2 separate regions of the Xenopus tropicalis genome follow, and region 1 is linked to region 2. The links are chromatin contacts, called in public Hi-C maps. All regions are on one chromosome and are shown on one strand. Each heading gives the region's core, a stretch centred on a gene start, on an enhancer-like site or on the middle of the called end of the contact. The rest is flanking DNA. Distances are from core to core; before and after follow the strand shown. Region 1 has its middle 13 kb from the start of slc25a28. Region 2 holds the start of nkx3-3 (homeobox protein zampogna).

The links. A called contact is a pair of places that touch in the nucleus more often than the background predicts.
Region 1: a Hi-C map of neurula embryo shows a contact between it and region 2, with 2.0 times the contacts expected there. The contact joins the enhancer-like site here to the promoter of nkx3-3 in region 2. A contact is called at or near these places in 4 of 5 Hi-C or Micro-C datasets (brain, gastrula embryo, neurula embryo and 1 more).

Annotation. Positions count from the first base shown.
Region 1 is chr7:35,353,188-35,355,887 of UCB_Xtro_10.0, forward strand. No RefSeq gene overlaps it. Among named protein-coding and RNA genes, the nearest start is that of slc25a28, 13 kb to the right of the region's middle. Within about 2 kb of position 1,349, at least 2 of the 11 cell types and tissues checked have an H3K27ac peak or open chromatin away from gene starts, as enhancers often do. A contact at or near this core is called in neurula embryo, where this site is marked.
Region 2 is chr7:35,296,724-35,299,423 of UCB_Xtro_10.0, forward strand. It overlaps nkx3-3 (homeobox protein zampogna), which reads left to right and starts at 1,378. Exons shown (of 2, transcript XM_002937181.5): 1 at 1,378-1,821. The coding sequence starts at 1,530.

The DNA of each region.
Region 1 (2,700 bases), core at 99-2,598, 56 kb after region 2:
ACCCTGCCAGCTGCCTTGCTACCAAAAAGCTAGCTTAAACGGACTGCATTTTTCACCCAGGAAGATGTAATTAGGAATTCTACTGGAGAGGTGGGCACAATGGTGAGTTGCAAGCCTAGACTGAAAATAGGGACAAAAGAACCCAAGACCCAAAGGGCACCTACAATATGTATATGTACAAAACATGCAACGTTTCTGTCAATTTTCAGTGGCACTGGCTGCAAAATAACTTACCTCATTTGGGATATACATGGTAACTGTCTGACATATACTGTTTATAAACATTACCACTGCTTTTTTTGTTCTTTATAGAAAAGGTACTTGCATACCCCAGCTTTCAAGAACTATGGCAGATTTTCATTATAAGTATACTACCATGCAAAGGGCTGTTCTTTTAAATCAATGAATTCCATTAAAAGCAACAATCCTTTACAAGCTGAAGGTTAAAAATGTACTGACACTGTTGATTGTTGTTTCTAACGGTTATTAGAGCAAGGGAAATATTTGCCCAGGTTAATACTTCTTAAACCTACCAAACATATCCCTGGATCTGGATATAAATGCATGTATTTTCTATAAGGTTACTGGGTCATTTGAAAATAAAAGCTATTTCAGGTAAATCTAATGCAGTCAGTCCTAGGTTTGTCCTAGTATTTTCCATATGATCTGGTAACATTATTTCATGTCAGTGTATCCACCACCTTTGCTATATGATGCTATATTTGTCATGTAGAGTGATAAGTGATTCTGTCCCATTTTGCTTCGGTCAAACATTTGTGACATGACAGTCATAAAACTCATTGAAGTCAATTGGTGTTTTTTGCGCAATATTTTTTTTTAGTGTGACTTTTTTACCGCTCAACTCTATTTTCTTGCAGCTAAACCTGGCAATAATTTTTGCTCATTACTAGTAGTGTTCTGATTACATTAATATTCCTATTTATCATTTTGTGATACTGGGCCATGGCAGTAGGTGGCAGTATTACAATATTATCTGCTGTATTTGCACGTTATGCATTCTATGTAAGAGAGTAATATTTCAAGAAACAGTACCAACTAGCAAGTTACAGAAACTGACCTCTGTCCCTCATTTGTTTTAAACATTGCCTTTCTGTGACATGTTTCCGTGGCACTTATTAATTTATTTCATAGTATCCCTGCTACAAGGGGGCATCAATTCATCTTGTGATTTCAGCCTTGCATAAGCTTCCATTTTTTACATTTAGAAGCCCACAGAGATTCTTACTGCCTTCCAAAAGCTGCCCTGCTGTGTAGCAATGCCCTTACATGCAGCCAGCATGGGACATGACAACATGATAAATAGGTTTGGGGCTTCATTGAAACTACGAGGCATAGCTGTTTAGAAAGTGAACCAAAAATCACTGGCTCTTTGATTGACAGGTCAAAGGAATACACCCCCCACACTAATCTAAACAGGAAGTGCCCAATACAAAAGTGATCTTAATGAGGCATAATGCATACATGTTGCCTGTTAAATACAATGGCACTCTCCAGTTTTAATGTAAAAGGTTTTCTTTGAAGAAAACTTCACATTTGCTATCTAGAATATACAGTGGTGTAACTAAATGTTACTGGGCTCCAAAGCATAGTTAAAATTACCTATTCTACCAAGATATATCGAAATTGCCCACACTGGGGCCCCCTGCTTCCTCTTCAGTTACACCCGACTGATAGTAATTGAGAGATAGATAGATATATATATATATCTCAAAGTACTGCACTCATAGGGCTTTAAAGTGTTTTGCCTCATTTGCTTGTTCCTGAGGAAGGTCATTGTTGCTGACCAAAACGCTGGTCTAATTTAATAACGTATACTTATTTTGAAGCCCTGTAAGCACATTACTGTTTAGTATAACCTAATATTTACAGAACCCTCTCGAATCTTGAGATATATATTTTGCTACTTACTTTATGAATAGCATATTAAACCTTCCAACAGCTTTACGTACTACAAATGCACTAAGCTAGCTAAAATTGACTGCTGTGGAACAAGGATGTTTGTGCAGGAGCACCCTCTCCTGGGTGTTAATGTAATTATCAAGCAGACTCTGCCATTAGATGCTACTATATTAGGCAGGGGTGAATTAAAATATTTAAGTTGCTTGCTGTGGGCCTTGATTTGCCGAAGTTTCCTCTCAAGGCAAATTCGACAAATCGCAGCGCCGCCTATGCCATCCCACCGGCGATTTACATTCTAGCCGGAGGAGTGGCATTGCAGGGAGATTAGTCGCCCGTGACAACGGAGATTTGTTGCAGCACGACTAATCTCCATGTGTACCCCTGCCCTAAATCTTAGGAAAAATATTGCCCCAGTTTTCCAAATTCTCTATTGCTGTGTTATTTTATTTCTCATAATCTTGCCACTCTGGCAAGCAAATATATGCTATAATTAATATTTGGCATCATTATGAAAATCATTTTGCCTCGAGTTCAGAAAGGAATCAAAACATGTGGCGCTGTTGTCAGAAAGCACTGGAATTGGTACTGAAAAAATGCATCAGCGTCTTTAGGGATTTCCTCAACTGGACACCTTTCCTATGATGAAACCCCTTCATTCTGTCTCAGTGGATAATATTCTCACCTAACCCCCTTCTATGGATGTCTATCTGAACTTTGCAGATCTTTTGTTGTTAAAATCTCAGAACTCAAGACCCAATCGAAGTGGCACATTATCAGGAG
Region 2 (2,700 bases), core at 128-2,627:
TGAAAGTTAAACAGAAACGGCATCTTGCACACAAATCAAGTTTGCCCATGCACAGAATATTGTGGGATTTACATAGAGTCTGTGTGAGCTGGGTTACATGGCTCCAATAGATCCCAGAAGCTACCCATGCATACTGAATGCAGTGCCATAACTTTGGGAATAAAATGTCTTTTGTATCTCTAAAGTAAAGCTGGCCAATAGTCAGATCTCTATTAGGCCCCCTATACTACTATATACTGTGAGCACCATATGACTGTGTAGCACTGGGGGGCACAACATGTAATGCCTATTACCAATACAGGCCAGGAAATACCACCTGTGTCCCCACAGCTGCCCCTTATCCCTATAAATAAGGAAGCTGTTACACAAAAAAACACATCCAGGTTTGCTTTAAATAAAAGTAAAATAGTTTAAATGCAAGATGTGCTGTAGGAATGTAGAAGGCCCTATATATACGCCTCTTCCATGTATTCATTTTATTTTTGTTTCTCTGTTTCCATGATTTTTTGTAACGTACCAAAATTATTGCGCAGGAGACTTTCATCCCTCCTACAGTACCAGCTGTGCACAAATATGGGGCCTAATACCTTCCATTAAGCACCGTCCCCAGGGCCGCCGCTCCCTATAAGCAGAGTACTCAGTCTGCATAGGGCACCAACTCCCAGGGTGGCACCATCCCAAAAAAAAAACATTTTTATATATTATAACATACCCCCCAACACTGTCCCGCCGGTTTTTATAGCGCATCCCGCTGTCCCAGATAGTTCAATCAATCTATGGGGGCTATTGGGGGCACTTACTATGGGGGCATTTTCTATGGGGGCAATTGGGGGCACTGTGTGTGTGGGGCCCCTATAGTAGGTGTTTTTTTTTATTATTTTATTTTTACTTCCGTAATATTTGGGGGAGGGGGCACAAAAGTAAATTTCTGCTTAGGGCACCCATTTGGCCAGCAGCGGCCCTGACTGTCCCGCTCACATTTTGAGCATTATATAATATTTATATCCCGGTATTATTTACAATGAATTGATATTTAAAACTATACAAATCCCAAAAGCTTGTTTGCGCCGCATTACTATAACAGAATACTTCGCAAGGCCATTGCGCGCAGGCTGAAAACATCTGCGTAAAGGTGCCCAACAGAAATCCACAGTGCTTATATAAAACACTATTTATACTATTGATTGGGCCCTAAATCTCATGCGGTTGCTATTTACTAGCCCATCTCCCAGTTGTACTAAGCCCCGCTGCCCAGGCCACCCCAGGGTGCAGACATATTAGCGCTCACACAAGGGAAAGTGCCGCTCGGGTGTTTGTGCCCAATGGGAGCTTAGTTGTGAAGTGTCCCAATAGCAGGGCGGGAGTAGGTGTGAGAGTGCCGGGCAGGGAGAGGGGTGCCTGGGTGCCGGTGGGTGTCAGTGCTAGCCCCGCCCACTTGGTGAGGCAGGAGAAAGATAACGTGGTGCCTGCCCTGTTCCTCTCACAGTAGCGCCCAGCTTCTCTCCGGGCTTGGGATACTATGCGCTAACATGTCTCTCACTGGGGTCTCACCGCTCACCTCCTTCTCCATACAGGACATCCTTGCGCGGACTTGTAGGGACAGCAATGGGGGCAATGAGGGCAATGGGGGCAATGGGGACAATACTGGCAAAGCCAAGAGAACGGACGAGAAAAGCTCCACTCCGCCGCACTCTCCCAGCGCTGAGGGGCACAATGACTGGCCGCAGGCGGATAACCCGCCACTGACACCGGAGAAAGAGAAAACGGACACGGACTCAGGGACAGAGGACTCCACTTGGGAGCCAGAAGCAGCCAGCACCGGTGTGTGCCAGCCCCAACCCATATACTCTATCCCTGCATCTGTATCTGTCTCTAGCCAGCCATCTATTTAGCCTTCTGTTTATATCTTTGTCTACATATTCGTTTGTATCTAAGCATCTATTCATCCTTCTGTTGATATAGTTGTATCCATATCTGTCTGTATCTAAGCATCTATTCATCATTCTGCCTAGATCTTTGTATCCATTTGTCTGTATCTAAGCATCTATTCATCCACTTCTGTCTGTGAGTCTATTTGCACCTATGACTATCTGTCCTTTCATACATGTGGCAATTCATATCCTTTATAAATTGATGACATATACCACAACACTTTACAGAGATTATACATCATTCACATCAGTCCCTGCACCAGTGGAGCTGACAGTCTAAGGTCCCTATGACATTCACACACACTAGTGGTTTCATCTATCTATCTATCTATCTATCTATCTATTTATCTATCATCTATCTATCTATCATCTATCTATCTATCTATCTATCATCTATCTAATCTATCTGTCTATCTATCCGATTGTTTTCTTTGCCTGTCAGGGTGTATAATGGTAGTAGTTGCAGCAGTTTTAGGGGGAGTTACAAGGTATTGCTGTGTATTTATGGTATCAGAACACATATTCCCAAGAATATTTATTTGGGATATAGTAGAGCTCTACTGTTAGTAGGATCACTTAGATTAGAATGAAAGGAAAGAGAAAGAAAGCAAGGACCCTATAAAAAAGTGTAGAGAAAGTTTATGTCACATCCTAGCATTTGCTATAGGACAGGGGGTGTCTGGAATATCAGGCTGGTGATAATGTTGTCTGTAAAACCAGCATTTGGTTAGTTGTACCTATAGATTCACTACTTCATAGCATTAGTTAT